Linked DNA regions of Mus musculus: regions 2, 3 and 4 are each linked to region 1. A link is a contact called in public HiChIP or PLAC-seq and promoter capture Hi-C data. All regions are on one chromosome and are shown on one strand. Each heading gives the region's core, a stretch centred on a gene start, on an enhancer-like site or on the middle of the called end of the contact. The rest is flanking DNA. Distances are from core to core; before and after follow the strand shown.

Region 1 (4,061 bases), core at 556-3,055:
TGCAGAGATTGGGGGGGGGGGTGTCTCCCCTTCAGTTAACCTTCCACACTCTGTAATCCAGCATCTCTGCTGGGACAGAGACAAGTGCCACTCGGGCAAAATTCCATACAAGTGGCTGGGGGACAGGCTGAGTCTCATGGAGAGGCTTTGTGCCCACTCCTCCTAAGGACAGCCAATCAGCCCGATGGCATGCAAGGATCACAGCTGTTCTGATGACCATGACAGCTGTGCTGTTAGTTGAAACAGTCGATAAGATCTCTTCTGCACCCCTCGTACAGGTCCTTGAGCCACCTGCCCACCTCTGCCAGAGACCCATATACTTAGCTGCCTCTCTCCAAATCATCTCATGAGATCAACCAAGCCACTATCTTCAATCTGGAGGAGAGCAGCTTCGCTCCTTGCCTGGGGCTACTCTTTCTAGGCTCACGGAAACAATTCACTTGCTTCTGGGAGGGTCTAGCTACATCCAAGACACACCCATAAATTACAATGCTCCAGTTAACAAGGTTTGCTCATTCTAATTTCCTGAACAGGATATTTACAGATGAAAAGTTCACTAGAAACGGTGTGTTTTGAATGCACTTTGAGGGAGATAAATTCTGGGGTGGTATCTGAAGTGGGGCAGGGAGTGCATGTGTGCACACCTGCATGTGTGCACACCTCCTCTTCAGACTGTACGCACTTCCAATTTCACTGTGGGGAGGTGTTAGCAGAGCTTTGGGACTCGAAAGGAAGGGCTGACGGAAAGGCATTTCAGAAAGGACGGACAGGACCTGTGGGCCAGTGCCTCACAGGAAGTGAGAACAAGGTGGCTTTAAAACACACCACTATTTTTGGATGTGATTACTTAAAACAGGCATTTTCTGGACGGGTGATCAGTTTCTGGGAGGACAAAGTTCATTTTAGAATCCTTGTCCTCATCCCTCTTTAGCGGTTGGAAGGTACCCCAAATAAACATTTAATGAGCCCCATCACATGTCTAGCAAGCCACGTGATGTTCAATCTCCAAGAACAATGGGCCATGTGGACACCCTTTTACTCAATTGTTGATGAATAAGGCCCTCCTAGCCCTAGCCAAAACCTATAGAATTTAGGGGCATGATCTGGATGCAGAATGTCTGGTTTACTCCCTCCGAAAGCAGCAGTCATTCATAACATGGCAAACTGGCCTTCTGCTAGCTTACATATATAAAAAGCTGAAATAACAATCTTGACCACTTGGTGTGTTGCTTTCTCTAGACTGGGACAGTGCCAGTAGACCAAACCAAGAGCAGAAAGAACACTTTTGGAATTCGGCCCATATCATATCACCAGGTAAGGACCTCAGGTGGAAACTGGAAGAAACACATAGGAGGGCCAAACCTGCACAGAGCTGAGAACATGAGGCAAGGCCTACAACCTGGTGCTCAAAGGAACCTGGTAGAGAGGGCCAGGGAAATGTTGCAGGAATCTCCATGACTGAGGACTCAGGCTGGGAACTGACCCCAAACCTGGGGTTGGCACACCTGGTCGAACTCCACTTGAGCACCAGTGGTCGCCATCTGAGAACCACTCTTGAGCAAATCTCTTAAGCAAACACCTTCCTGCCGTCTAAACCTACGCTTTTCCCACCAGAGGGAGACATGGGCCCAGGGGCAAGGGTGGCCTCAGTGTCCCAGCCAACTGCTGGGAAGCCGGCAGATTTTCAGAGAGCGCGGGTCTGGGGAAAAAAATCCAGTCCGGGTTTTGTCTGAACGGAGACCAGGAAGGCAGCGAGGACTGGGGAAGAGGGGGAGGCGGTGAAGACACGACACAAACAGCTCGCGCCCAGGACACCGCGGTAGGCCCTGAGCGCGCGGGCGCAGGGCCCGGAGAGGCGCGCGCCGGCCCGGCCGCCGGCCGCATGGAGCGCAGCGCAGCCCGCGGCTCCCGGGAGGCGCAGGCGGAGGTAGCGGCAGCGGGAGCAGCGCGCTCGCTCACACCCACCCCCGCCCGCGGCCGGCGCGCCGCCCCGCCGTAGCCGCCGGCGTCCCCGCGGGCCCGGCCAGCGAAGGCGGCGTCCGCGCGTCTGCCAGCCAGCAGCGGCGGCCAGCCCGGGAGGCGGCCCCGCAAGCCCCGCAGCCGCGCGTCTCCGGGCCCAGCCGCAGCCCGCGAGGAGCCCGGCGCTCCGGCCCGCAAGCCCGGCGCAGGCATGCAGGCCAGGCGCCTGGCCAAGCGCCCCAGCCTGGGCAGCCGCCGCGGGGGCGCTGCGCCCGCTCCCGCCCCCGAGGCCGCCGCTCTGGGGCTCCCGCCCCCCGGCCCCAGCCCGGCCGCCGCACCGGGAAGCTGGAGGCCGCCGCTGCCGCCGCCGCGCGGGACCGGCCCCTCGCGCGCTGCCGCCGCCTCGTCGCCGGTCCTGCTGCTGCTGGGCGAGGAGGACGAGGACGAGGAGGGCGCGGGCCGAAGGCGCAGGACGCGCGGGCGGGTAACGGAGAAGCCCCGAGGGGTCGCGGAGGAGGAGGACGACGACGAGGAAGAGGACGAAGAGGTGGTTGTCGAGGTGGTGGACGGCGACGAGGACGACGAGGACGCTGAGGAGCGCTTCGTGCCCCTCGGACCCGGCCGTGCGCTTCCCAAGGGCCCCGCCCGAGGCGCGGTGAAGGTGCGTGCGAGGTGCCGGGGATCGGTGGGGGGCGCAGCGGGCTCGGCGGGGCGCCGGGGCGCCGGGGAGGCCGAGCGCAGCGGCGCGGGCCGGGAGGGGTGTGTCAGGCGGCGGTGGGCAGCGCGCGGAACTGCGGCTCAGCGGCTCAGCGGCTCAGCGGCGCCCGGCGGCCTGTCGGTGCTCAGAGGCCGGGCGGATGCGTGGTCCCGCGTGCCGGTAGGCAAGGAAGGAGCGCTTCTCTGGGCAGGGTGGGGAACTTGGGAGCTGGACGAGGTCGGAGCCCCGATCGGCCTGGCATTGATATTTTATTCTGCTCTGGGGAGGCAGGAGTCTTCCTTCTCTTGTTCAAGCTTCTGGAAACTAGCCAGCAACCTGCAACACCTCCTTTCACCTGAGAACAGTTGTTGGTCGGTTCCATCACAGGCACTTGTGAAGGAGTTGGGAGCCTGTGCAGCAACAACCTAGACCTTGGTTTCCGCGAGCTTTTTGCCCCTCCCCCATCCCCGTGTTTCTCCTCGCCCTCCTTAAACTGGACATCCTAAGCACTTACCCTCCGCCCCCTTAAGATTACAAAAGAGGAAGGCGGGGAAGGTGTTTGTGTTGTGGGGAGAGAGAGGGGTAGCATTTAAAATGAATGTGACTTTCAGCTGAAAAATTTCACCAGGTCCTCATCCGCGCTACCGCAACGAGCGATCTTTCCGTTTTTTTGTATCTTCAGAAGATAAAGGGTTTATTATTACACAACTGTCTGGCTGAGCTTCTAAGCACGCTATTGGACAAAACAAACTGCGTTGAGGTTCATGCACCGTGTATGTTGCTAAGAAGTTTTGAGGGCAGCGAGTGGCAAGCAATGGAGAGTGTTTGCTTTTTCGCCAGTGTTTTTTTTTTTTTTTTTTTTTTCTGTTTTCTGTTTTTTCGAGACAGGGTTTCTCTGTGTAGCCCTGGCTGTCCTGGAACTCACTTTGTAGCCCAGGCTGGCCTCGAACTCAGCAATCCGCCTGCCTCTGCCTCCTGAGTGCTGGGATTAAAGGCGCAGTGTTTCTTAAGATAGCAGGATAACCAGAAATTCTTGGAGTGTTCAGAAGAAAATATATGTAAACAAGTGAACTTGATAGAGGTGGTTGATGTTGTTGTTTTTGTTTAATATCTCCGTGCCCGCTCTCAAGTGTCTGGAAGCTTGTAATTATATTTACCAAGAAAAGTTAAACAGCAGTTAGCGTTGCCCCGCAGTAGATGTGGGAATGTTTCTTTCCTAGACCACCCTGAAGTATGACTGGCTCTCTCTCGGTGTGAGACTTGAGCAAATGGTCATTTAGGTGATTGTTTTTGACAGCTGCTTGTTGGAATCTGGACTGTGCCCACACTCATTACTGCTGCCTGCTGAAAAGCCCGCTTTGTGTGGCAACAGGATATAGCGGGATTTGAATTAAGTTCCATAGCA
Region 2 (4,061 bases), core at 841-3,340, 510 kb after region 1:
AACCTCTTGATTTGCTATCCCATACCACATAAATTATGTAGGGGGAGTGGTGGGGCTCTACTGAGCCCCAATGCCAAATGTGTAGGAGGTAAAAGGCGGACAAGCAAAAGCCCAGGTTTGGGGGTGGAGAGATGGCTCAACAATCAAGAGCTTTGTAAGCCCCGCAGGGCCAAGTCTTCTCCTGGGCTCAAGGTGACGGTTTCCTTTTCATTCACCCAGAAGTGCCACAGTTATGAGGCAGTGATGAATCTTAAGCTCTTTAGTTTCTCCTGTTGAATGTTTACAATCTCAGCATGAAGCATGTGTAAGCCCCGTGAGATACAACGCTTGCGAGATTCTAAAACACTTGAAAATCCCCTTCTTTCCACAGCCGTCACAAACACGAGGAAGCCTTTAGTCTGCTTAGGAGCAACTTGCCTGTTAACACTTGTATGCGGCAAATACCAAACATTTGTATGTGTTCTTAACAGACATGGAAGGGTTCATGGTCACCAGAGGAGACTGCTGGACAAGCCCTTCTATCTGTGATCTCCTTTGTTTTATTTACCTAATTATCTATTTATTTACTTACTCATTTTAGTTAAAACCAAAAGGGAAGAAACGTGAGTTGGATCTATGTACTTACTAGGCTTGTATTCAGCTTTCTCTATGGCAGGCCTATGCTGAGTTCAGGGACAAATATGTAATATAGACTACATTAAAAGGTGGCCTTTTATTTGGCACACGGAGAACAAACCTCAGAGAGATAAAAATAGGCAGATGTTCTCAGCCCCTTGCCTTCGCCCCAGGACATACCTTGTTCATTCCTTGCAGTGGACCTGACCATACCCACCTCTACTTGGTCTGTAGGCAGAGCTTTATATCCCAGCCCATGAGTGTCAGTGGGATGGAAGGGAATACAAGTGACTCCTACTTACCAATACCGGGAGGGCTGTAGCTGAGTAGAAGACAGATTACTTAGCAGGCCTGAGACTCTAGGACCTATCCCAGGCACACAGAGGAAAGGGCCTGATGGTGCAGACCTGTAACCCCAGCTGTCCTGAGGCTGACAGACGCCTGTGTGGACAATTGAGCAGATCGGAATAGAATGGTTAAGGCTCTAGGTCAGTGATGGAGGGCTTGTCTAACATATGCAAGCTCAGGGTCCAGTCTGCAGTAAGAGAAGGATCAAAGCCAAAGCTTGTGACATCTGTGCTGCCGATCTAATGCACACTAGGAATAAGGCACGAGTTCTAGAGCCTCCTTGTATCGATCACCTGAGCTCACACCCACAAGTGTGTAAATTACGAGCTCTGCCTCCCGCCATTTTCCACACTGGGGTTTAGCAAGTTGTGGCTTCTTGTCCTGTGCCACTAAAATAGTGGAGAGATGTTCCAGTGGAAGCCAGTTTGAGCCCCACATACAAGGTGTTCTTTTATATATTATTTACGGTGCAGGGGATGGAACCTCTGGCTTCTCGTGCTAGGCAAGAGTTTTTCCCCACCTCCATATGCAGGATTTAAAAGAGACAGACATAGGGAAGAGGACTTTTAAAAAGGAAGGTCACACTTATTTTTTTTTAAAGTAGTCTGTTTCTGAAGAATTTTGAATGTTGGCAATAGAGCAAGTCACATGAGCTATGTCAGTTGCCTCCCACCCCACCCCTACCCCCAGGAAGAAACCCCTTCTCCACACCTCATTCCCCCAAGATTGGATTTAGATAAATTTACCAGCTAAACCACCCTGAAGATTGCAGAACAATTGGCCTACAGGTGTGGCTAGGAAAAGCCTGGAATTCTCAGGGGTCACCTGAGTGTGGATTTTACATAGCCTCCCTCTGTTCTCCCTGGGGACAGGTCTCTCCCTCTCCCCACCTGCATTATCTATGGAAAGGTTCCTTAGAGCCTGTTTGCAGATTCCCCAACACTCCCCCCTCCACCCAGTCCCCACCCCTCCCACCCCCACCCATTGCACCCTGGCGAGTCCCCGCTGGGCTGGTTCCCAGAACCTCTGAGCTCAAAGGCAAGAGCAGGGTGGGGTGACTTCCCTCCCTGCAGGGAATTCCAGCAGGCCCTCCCCTGGGCTTCTGCTCAGCCCCATTCCCTTGCAATAAGGAAGTTTAAACAATTCTGACTTTGCACCCTACCCTGACAGAGCTCCACTCTGTCCCACAGGCACCAAGGTACACCCTGCATATTTTCACATCTGACTTTAAAGACACCCCAAATAAAACTGACGCTAACATCCATGATCAAAAAGTCCAGTGTTTTCTAAAGAGAAGCATTAAAGAATGACTGTATTAGTATTAACTAAAAAAGTGTAACACGTTATGTCTGATCAGTGATTCATTATATATAACATTAATTGCTTGGTTATATTTGGGCCTGATGAACATTTTTATTGATTGCCTAGCATCTACGACCTATGACATGCTTGCGCGGTACACTTTTAGTCAAATCAGACCAGGCTTTGTTCTCAAAGAGCAGGAAGCCCTTCAGAAAGAGAGCCACGTGCAAATATAAGAGTCTTGGGGAACGAGCTGGAGCAGTAAAGTAATTCAGTGTGGAATGCTTGCCCAACACAGTAAAACCCTAGGTCCAGCTCCACCAGCAAGACAAACCGCCATTATCCTCCTCCTCTTCTTCATCTTCACAGAGAGTTCAACACGCAACAGTTGCAGGGGAGAGCGAGGAGAGCTGTGTCTGAGGGGCTTCTAATGCCCCCAACCATGAGGGCCTGGTTCTCTTTCTTTGCTCCATGGCTCAAGACAAAGCCGTCTCTTGAGACCTTTCTTCTTTCCTGCATTTATTCACTCACTGGTTCATTAAGCAGTGTTCTTTTCCAGGTATGGTGGTATACACCTGTAATCCCAGCATTTGGGAGGCAGAGGAACTCAAATTATCTAGGGTTCAAGACCAGCATAGGCTCCATCACAAGATCTTATCTCAAAAGACGAACAAACAAAAATGTTCTTGTTTGACCTTGGCCATGGCATAGGCCTTGGGAAATGGCAAAGTCTCAACCTCTTGAGGTTTGTCCCTGATCAGGGGAGGCAAGTCAGGAAAAAAAAAGCCTTATAACCATGTTACTAAAATAACTTCACGTGAAGGCTAGAGATGGCCTCACCAGCTGACACCGTGATTTTGATCTCTAGAACCCATATAAAAGCTGGGTGCAGTAGCCTGCACCTCTAATTCCAGGACTCCTATGGGCAAGATGGGACTCAAGACAGGAGAATCGTCTGGAATGCCTAAAAAACATAGTACAGCAAGAGAGACTGCCTTGAAACAGGGCAAGAACTGACCCCTGAAAGTAATTTTCTGACCTCTATACACAGGCAGTAGTGTGAGTGCACACACACAGGACCCCACACACGCACAGGATAGCATGGGTGGGCACGAGCACATGCACGCACATGCGCACACACACACACAAATAAAAGAGTGAAAAATAATTTCGGGTGATAACTGCTGGGAAGACCATGGGCAGCGGCATTAGCCAGGGTGTTTGGAAATCAGAAGTTCAGGACTGAGGACTTCCCCAGCAAAGGAAGACCTTTCTCTTTGAAACAGTCTCACTTGTGTAGCCCTGGCTGGCCTGGAACTCACCATGTAGACCAGGCTGGCCTCAAACTCACAGAGAGCCACTTGCCTTTCCCACCCCCTTCTATCCCTCCGCCTCACTCCACCACAGTGCTAAGATTGAAGTTGTGTGGACTATGCCCAGCTAAAAAGGGCTTTTTAAAGGAGGGGGCATGGGACAGAGCTTACATGACACACAGTGTCCCTTACAGAGGCCTAGGAAGAGGATGTCACGATGGAAAGACTGAGGATGCTTGGGGGGCGTACTCAGGCCAGAGACCAGAGTGTTACACCCTGAGAAACACTGTGGACAGATGAGCTGCTCCGGATGGCACTGGAGAAAATGAGCGAGGCTGGAGACCTTCCATTAACTGCTTAGCAAACCAGCTTGTAAAGCTCAGTGTCCACATTATGGGGTCCAGAGGTACAAAGCCAAGAGGATCAAGGAATTTCTCCAAAAGCCATCTATGATGGCTTACAACTATAATCCCAGCAGCACGT
Region 3 (4,061 bases), core at 1,011-3,510, 360 kb before region 1:
GGATGGACTCAATAATGTGTAAGAGTTACTCAGGTGGTACTGGTTTTGAAGGCATGAAGGGATCACACAGAGCAGCTGAGGCTCAGCACTGCCTCAGTGCCATGGAAGGCCGTTGGTGAAGATGCAGCCTCAGTTGCAATTGACACCCCAGGACTGAAGGGGTCATGCAGTGTTTTGGAGATGCCAGTACCATGAGATGACCACCAAGAGCAGCAGCAGTGGAGTACAGGCATCTGGAGCCTAGAGGACATGTGTGTGCTACAAAGGGCATGGCTGGAGAAGTGACCCCTAGCCCTTGGAGAAGCCCAGAAGATCGTGAGTTGGATCCCAGACACTGGATGGTTGGAGATTGATTTTTGCTTTTGATTGTGACTGTGCCCTGATATTTTCCCTCTTGAAGGAAGAAACTATTTTAGTGGAGCCCACAGTTAAGAGACTTTTAATTGTAAAAAGACTTTGGGTTTTAAAAGAGATGGATATTTTAAAGAGATTGAAAATTTAAGAATATGTAAAGACTGTGGGACTTTTAAAGTTATTAGATCTTGGGGATGAATAAGAATGTAAGGGTTTAGGCTTACTAGTGATGTGTTTGTGTGTCAAGTTGACAAGGGGTCAATTGTACTGCCTAGTTTTATGTCAACTTGACACAGCTGGAGTTATCACAGAGAAAGGAGCTTCAGTTGAGGAAATGCCTCCATGAGATCCAACTGTAAGGCATTTTCTCAATTAGTGATCAAGGGGGAAAGGCCCCTTGTGGGTGGGACCATCTCTGGGCTGGTAGTCTTGGTTTTATAAGAGAGCAGGCTGATCAAGCCAGGGGAAGCAAACCAGTAAGTAACATCCCTCCATGGCCTCTGCATCAGCTCCTGCTTCCTGACCTGCTTGGGTTCCAGTCCTGACTTCCTTGGTGATGAACAGCAGTATGGAAGTGTAAGCCAAATAAATCCTTTCCTACCCAACGTGTTTCTTAGTCATGATGTTTGTTCAGGAATAGAAACCCTGACTAAGACACCAAGTAACCTTGCTTTCTGTTGCTTCTGTTCTTGTGTTTGCCTCCTGCCATCTGATTATCTCAAGTGCTGCTGCCCTCAATATATCTGATTGGAGCCTGTCCTTCCTGTAATTCCAGTTGATTCAGGACTCCTCAGAGTCCAGCTTTCTCTGTGATCCTGTGATTCCAGAGCTTGTAAACCTGAGATTCTGGGTGTGTCAGAGTTCTTGGCAGTCAAGCTTCCTCTGAGACCCTCAGATCCTGGTGTGACCAAGCTCCTGGGATGCTGTGATCCTGGAATCCTAAGATCCTTGGCCTGTTACAGTACTTGGAAGTGGAGTCTCTTCTGGAGACTGTGGGGCTGTCTTGTGTGTTTGAAACCAAGGTGTACCAGCACTAAGCAGAAGGAACCTGAACTGCTGGTCAGGCAGGGCTCCTGTGTCCTTGCTCCTGCTATCACAGGCCCGTCACGGTCAGTGATTCTAAGATCCTGGATGTGCTAGAGCGCCTTCGGCGTGGAGAGTCCTCTGGGGAGCTCCGGACCATCCGTCCAGTTGGCACCCAAGGTCTCTTCAGCTTTTTACAAACAGGCCATATGGTGCCATGACTCAGATTTAGGAACTCTGCAGATTTGCATGCCACCCCAGCTACTACATGGAGATTCATGCTGGCTAGCTCAGAACAGGTCAGAGTTACTGTCAGCATGATCCCAGGGAAGAGTTCTTGAGCTCGGAGCTACCCCTCTGTTGTCTTTGAGAATGGGAGACAGTCAGTCTTTCACTGGCCCTCATTCTAGGACTTCTTCCCTTGGGTGAGATTCCCTCTCCTTTTGAGACAGTTTCTTTCTCTCTGCTGAGAAATTTCCAGGCTTGGGTAAACTGCTCTCTCTGGCTCAGGAGCACGGGCGCCAAGCATTAGCCCTCAGGCCCCCACGTGATGACCTGGCCGTCTGGCCTAGGCTGGAATCTCTCTTGGGTTGTTAATGCCCTCAGGACACTGGTAGGGGCAGTTAATAACCCTTTTCTCTCACTTGGGGTCAGTCTTAGTGGGATGTCTTGGTCTAAAGCAATATCTGCATGGCAACTAGACTGACACTTTCTCTCTAGGGACCCATAGTCTCTTTCCCCTACCCCTCCCTCATTTGCAGTCTGCTGCAGCCACTAGTTCAGCCAGTTCACCTAAAAAAATGGGTCTGGCCCCACCCCTTGCGTCCTGCCAGGGCCCCCATCTGTGAGACTTGCTTTCCCACTTGCGAGAGCACACTAGGGAGCCCCTCCCTCCCTCCCTCTTTCTCTTTCTCTCTCTCCCTTCCTGCCGGGGACTTATAAAATGATGTCTAGCTGCGCCACAAGAATAACGTGCAGGTCGCTGGAATACAGAACAGACTACTTTGGGGGCTTCTCGTCCCCCACCCACCACGGACTCCTTCTGCCGAAGCACTGGGCCACAACTTCTGGCTGCTAGTAGGAAGTCCCACCCCATACCCGGTCAAAGTAAACAGACTTCCTGCTGCCTCTGCCTAGAGCCACTGCTGCCTGACACACTGTTCCCACTGCTGCAGCAGCTTGCAACCACCACCCCGCCCGTTCAGCAGCAGGAGCGCACACGCCATTATCGTGGCTCCTAGCAATCTGTACTCAGGGCTACAGGCTATGTACCCGTTCCACTCCACCTGAGTGCACGCCTGGTACCTCAACTGCACACGTACATGCATGCACCAGCCACTCCCTCGCTCCGCAGACTAACCATTCCCACGGCTTGCCTGCCAGCTTTAAACTTTCATTCCTGTCCTGTCTTGATCGATGGTGTCTTTTACTACTGCCATTGAATGATAGTGTGCTCTATTCAGATATAACCAATCGATATAGCCCTCCATCTTATCAGAAGTCTGCTAATTATTAAGATTATTACAGACAGAATTCCCGACGCCTCTAACAGTTAACCCCACCAGGTCTCAGAAGATGAGGACACAACTACAAGATACTGCTGAGATTGTGATATGATAATAACTGAAAAATGCAGTGGACAAAAGTGGATGCTCTGAGTCAAATGACTTAGCTAAATCAAGGTAAACCATTTCTCATATCACACTTATCCATTCCACAGAGAAAAGGCCCTGTGTCTTCTGCTCTTGAAAGCCAGACTGACTGCCCATGTTGCCATGGAGACCGTGGAGAGCACGGGGACTCTTAGCTAGTGGACTCTGTCATTTTTTAAATAATATGACTGGTAGATTATTCTTTCTCACACTTCCGACTACACTGACAGCTAAGCTAACTGTAGCTTGACAGCTAGAAAAAGCTTCCCCAGATGTCATCTGTTATCTCCTTACCTAAACTCTGTTTCCATTCATTAAATGCTTCATGTTTCCTCTTCTTGCTATGCCACTGCCCTAATATTATTCAAGTTCTTATAAACTTGCCTAATTCTAACACAACATTCCACTATACTATCCAACTTTTTAATCACAGATTCTTGTTCCTTCTGACTCACAAAAGGCTCATCTTAAAGACTATTCATGGTGTTAACTCTTGTTGTTATCTCTTTTGTAAATTTATAAGCTGGAGGAAACCCACTCAGATCTACCTCTCATGGACCAGATAGACTCCACTCAGATAAGTCCATCTGCCCAAAGTTCCCTCTTACTACTTATTATTCCAGAGGGTGGGATTCCTCTGGGATTCAACTGTACATCTAAGAAAAAAAAATTTTACTTTCTCCCAAGCACACTTAATCTTATTCTCTACCTATAATAATGTGTTTCAACACCCTGTCAAGTCCAGGCGCTTACTACACCCAGGACAGCTCCACAGAGGCAGCCTCCAGATGCTCCATCTCCTGTCACAGACACAGACGCGTCTAATACACCCAGGACAGATCCACAGAAGCAGCCTCCAGGTGCTCCATCTCCTGTCACAGACACAGATGCGTCTAATACACCCAGGACAGCTCCACAGAGGCAGCCTCCAGGTGCTCCATCTCCTGTCACAGACACAGACGCTTCCACTACACCCAGGACAGCTCCACAGAAAGCCTCCAGATGCTCCATCTCCTGTCACAGAGACAGACG
Region 4 (4,061 bases), core at 629-3,128, 270 kb before region 1:
CTTGTGCAGACTCTGGCTCAGAGCTCCGCAATCTCTCCACCCAGCTCACTAAGTTCCCACTGGTGGGTCGTTACCATGCCAACCCTGGGCTTCACATCCTCTGTGGCCTTCATGGTGTACATCAGGCAAACCCAGGCTTTGCCACCATACCTTTCTCTCTTGAATCCAGACGAGCCACTGCATGAAGGAAAATGCAACACAAACTTAGTTCAGATATGATGGTATCACTCCCCAGCCCCCCCGAAATGATGGTAACTCAATCGCTCCCCAGCCCCCCGAAATGATGGTAACTCAATTGCCCCACCCCCACCCCAGAAATGATGGTAACTCAATTGCCACCCCCACAGAAATGATGGTAACTCAATCGCCTCCCCCCCCCCCGAAATGATGGTAACTCAATTGCCCCCCTACAGAAATGATGGTAACTCAATTGCCCCCCCACCACAGAAATGATGGTAACTCAATCGCCCGCCCCCCCCCCCCCGCCCCCGAAATGATGGTAACTCAATCCCCCACCCCCCACCCCCAGAAATGATGGTAACTCAATTGCTGGGCATAGCAACTAAAATCCTAATCTTGTAAACCTTATTAAATCTGATTCCTCTTGTGGTGAACCCGCCATTGAAACCAGAAGACACTAGTAATTACAACTTGTCCTACACTGTCCCTGTCCAAAATGGGCCTCTCTCCTGCTTCCTCTCTTCCTCTGTTCAACCGGGAATTCCCTCCTACTCGCCCAGTGATTGGCTCCTTTATTCATTAGGGGATTGGTTCACAAGAACTCACCCGAGTATGTGACTTACTCCTCGTCCGCAACCCCTTCCAGTAAAGCGGAATTAGCACCAAAGTACAAGTACAAACAGCACCAGGCCCATCCACAACACGTATTTCTTAAACTATTCCTACCAAACGCTAGGCAGGGACTTTGATTGTTCTATTAAATTTCATTTGAACTTTCCCAACTCTTCTTAGGAAACCCTGGTGTCTACTGTGTCAAAATGACGCAAAGTGCATTGTAATGTGCTCAAGGCATGAGAATGTCCCAGATGGGACTGGAAGTGGCCACATGGGCATCTAGACACCATTTAAGGAATAATAAGAGCCCAGGGGCATGATGAAGGAAGAATAACACAAACAGCGAAGCCATGGCTGCAGAAAGCTCACTGTAGTTAGGCCATCGAAAGTAATCCCAGGGCTTATTAACCCTTCTTAGTGAGATGAGTTTATTACAGCACCTTTTCTAAATGTATTTGTTATAATGTTAAGGGCTGAACTGATTGCGACATGATTATTATATTTTCTTAACTTATGTGAAAGGCTGGGCATGGTGGTATGTATCTGTAATCCTAACTACTGGGGAGGCTGAAGCAGTAGAATCATATGTTCGAAACCAGCCAAGACTGTAGGCAATACTGGGACATCCTTCCTCAAAATAGACCAGCGAATAAGCAAACCCATTGGCTGATAGAAGCCAATTAAATTTTGAGACCATGTAAAAAGAATTAAAGTTCTTTAGTCTCATGAAACATCTAAATGTGTATCTTTACTTTTCTCAAGGCAGCAACCGTTGAAGGAAAAAAAATTTTTAAATGGGCTTCAAAGAATGTAAGGGCTGGAGAATGCGGAGGAACGCTGAGAAACACTGTCTATTGATGAACTCTCAACCACCGTGCTGACCTGCACAAGATGAAGCCAAGCCAAACCCCAGTGCGTAAAGGGAAGCCATTGCCAACTGGTGATTGTTGGAAGAAGGAGAACTGATTTTCTTTAGGGAGGCAGACCCTGGGAAGCTACCTGAGCCATTTGTGGAGGAATCACCCTGTGCACGTATTCGCAGCACTAAGTTGACTCAGTGAGTATAAAAAGAAAAGCGCGTGGGGCGGAGAGGGGAAAGTGGTGCCTTGGGAGTCGGGCGGAGAGGAAGTAGAGCAGAAGGAACTCAGGGTAGATTCGATTCAAACTCACTTTAGGACACTTTATGCTTTTCAGAAAGGTCATTGAGGAAGACAAGAGAGCTGTTTAAAATATTGATTGGAAAACAACTATGAGTATGGAAAGTTGCACTTCTAAATCTAAACACACTTTCAAACTTTCCAATGCCTTGAAAAGAGCTAGATTGGCGATCCTAAAATGAAAAATTATCTTAATGAGTTACAAATTTAGAAAGAGATTCTCCAGTTGTGTCTAATTTAACTTGATAGTTAAGTGTTCCAAAAATATATCTTTAAATTCCTGCTGCAAAAATGTACATAGTGATGCTTAAATTAAAATGACTTTTAGAGTTAGGCACATGCTACGTGTCTTCTTGGTCACCTTTCTCTTTCCTTTCTGTGTATAACCAATGGTTGGATGAGTATTGATAATTTTTTAACCATATTTCTTATTTAATTTAGTTGTTTATATTAAAGGATAATTTAATTAACTCTTTGAAATGTCTTACTCTTTTATGAGTTATATTCTTTTGAATTTTATTTCATTTACATTAAGGTTTAGTAATAGCTGATTGACAAGGTTTAGATGCTACTCTGGTAATGGCAGAAATAAAATACATTATTTCAAATATTCAAATGTCCCCCTTCTTGGGTTTTATTTCTAATTTAACAACACCAAAAGTTCATCATCTCCAACCTTTAAAAACATGAAAATTTGAGACAAATGATTAGAGAAAAGATTTGACTGTGTATTTAACAACATACAACTGATGCCGCCACTAAGACTGGGGATTAGTGAGGACAGGGTTTGGTCCAGGAGACAGTGATGGGGGATTTGAGACCAGTTACTGTTGTGGATGGCCCTGGGGCTAATTATATTTGATGTTAATTCTGTTCTCCAGTGAGTAGCCTCTAACAAGCAAAGAGTCAACACTCAGGTGATTTCCAGTAAACCTGCTTCCCACCTTAATTTGTAAAATAAAGGAGAGCTGATGATTGGGCAGATAAAAGGGAAGGTGGTGGTGGAGAAAATGGAAGAGGGAGAGGACGCAGAGGAGGAGGAAGAAGAAAAGCAGAGCAGAAGCACATGGCCTGGAGAAACCGCAAGTTCTAAGGGGTCTCATAAGCTGTAGAAGATGGTAGTGTAACGGTAGATCTGCCCAATCTAGGCTCACAGCATGTATTCATACTAATTGTGTTGTGTTTTCCTTGCCGGGGTGTATTTGGGAGGAGATTTACCGCAACAGGTTACTGTAAAACAAGATTCTTACTCAACTTCTCTATCACAAGCAATCTGGTAGGGCAAAGGGAAGCCATCTTTCTGAGGGTGGATGCTGTGTGTCACAGGTCTTTGGCTGCATCCAATTTCATAATTTATTGCACCAGCTTGTTTTGAAGCTTTCAAACAGTCCTCTCCCTCATTGCTAACACTTGCCCTGGTTTTAGAAACAAGCAAACAGGGAAGTTGTCACCCTTTTTAAATTGTGTGCTTTCCTCACCTTCCTTGTTCCCCAGGTTTCTCCCCCTTTGAGAACCAGCTGGCTGCTCTTAAAACACCACCCACATCACAGCCCATGTTCTGAAACTCCACCAAAGGTGGCCTACCCAAGTTCTGGTACCTGGCACTGGCTGTAGCCGAGTGGGAGATGCCATCCCCAGCAGTGGCAAAGTCCTTTTAGTCCCAGCACCACACACAAGTATCAATAAGAACAATAACAGCAAAAAAACCCTCATATAACAGTGGCCAAGGGTTAGATCCAATAGCCAATAATAGCGTTTTCTCCCCCAAAAGATTTCTAGGATTTAAATCATCTTCTCGGAGACAAATGAAATCCAGATCAGGGCTCAACAGCAGACACAGCAACCTTGGAAGAGGGGAATATGGCTGCAGAACTTGAGAGCTTGCATAACTAATAGCAACAGCAATGGCCACTCCTGCCAGGGGCCCTTTCATCCCAACCCCAGAAAAGGCAATGAATGATTAGAGAGAGGGAGAGGATGCAACTCTGCCAGATAGGGAAACCGCTGTGGCTCAAGCCCTCCTCGCTGCAGTCCGTTTCTGTTTTGTTTTCTCCTCCCCAAACACTTCCCTATTTACCCCGTAAACCAGAATGGACTAGAACATTCTCT

What was found. Promoter capture Hi-C pulls out the DNA fragments that hold promoters and counts their contacts. HiChIP or PLAC-seq counts read pairs in DNA pulled down with a chosen protein or histone mark.
Region 2: a contact with region 1 is called in a promoter capture Hi-C map of embryonic stem cells, with 4 times the contacts expected there. The contact joins the enhancer-like site here to the promoter of Zfp704 in region 1. A contact is called at or near these places in 2 of 39 promoter capture datasets (both in embryonic stem cells), 6 of 115 datasets of contacts at active chromatin or transcription factors (embryonic stem cells, pancreatic cancer cells and stem cell-derived neural progenitor cells) and 1 of 9 other capture datasets (embryonic stem cells).
Region 3: an H3K4me3 HiChIP or PLAC-seq map of bone marrow-derived macrophages shows a contact between it and region 1, with 3 times the contacts expected there. The contact joins the enhancer-like site here to the promoter of Zfp704 in region 1. A contact is called at or near these places in 2 of 115 datasets of contacts at active chromatin or transcription factors (bone marrow-derived macrophages and microglia).
Region 4: a contact with region 1 is called in an H3K27ac HiChIP or PLAC-seq map of microglia, with 6 times the contacts expected there. The contact joins the enhancer-like site here to the promoter of Zfp704 in region 1. A contact is called at or near these places in 1 of 39 promoter capture datasets (hematopoietic stem and progenitor cells) and 2 of 115 datasets of contacts at active chromatin or transcription factors (bone marrow-derived macrophages and microglia).

What each region holds. Positions count from the first base shown.
Region 1 is chr3:9,607,829-9,611,889 of GRCm38.p6, reverse strand. Zfp704 (zinc finger protein 704) reads left to right here and starts at 1,805. Exons shown (of 9, transcript NM_133218.2): 1 at 1,805-2,620. The coding sequence starts at 2,171.
Region 2 is chr3:9,099,405-9,103,465 of GRCm38.p6, reverse strand. No RefSeq gene overlaps it. Among named protein-coding and RNA genes, the nearest start is that of 4930539M17Rik, 39 kb to the right of the region's middle. Within about 2 kb of position 2,090, at least 24 of the 459 cell types and tissues checked have an H3K27ac peak or open chromatin away from gene starts, as enhancers often do. A contact at or near this core is called in embryonic stem cells, where this site is marked.
Region 3 is chr3:9,973,005-9,977,065 of GRCm38.p6, reverse strand. No RefSeq gene overlaps it. Among named protein-coding and RNA genes, the nearest start is that of Fabp5, 38 kb to the left of the region's middle. Within about 2 kb of position 2,260, at least 175 of the 459 cell types and tissues checked have an H3K27ac peak or open chromatin away from gene starts, as enhancers often do. A contact at or near this core is called in bone marrow-derived macrophages, where this site is marked.
Region 4 is chr3:9,878,903-9,882,963 of GRCm38.p6, reverse strand. Gm33273 (a long non-coding RNA gene) reads left to right here. Exons shown (of 3, transcript XR_387542.3): 3 at 1,558-2,336. Among named protein-coding and RNA genes, the nearest start is that of Gm33273, 4.4 kb to the left of the region's middle. Within about 2 kb of position 1,878, at least 10 of the 459 cell types and tissues checked have an H3K27ac peak or open chromatin away from gene starts, as enhancers often do. A contact at or near this core is called in microglia, where this site is marked.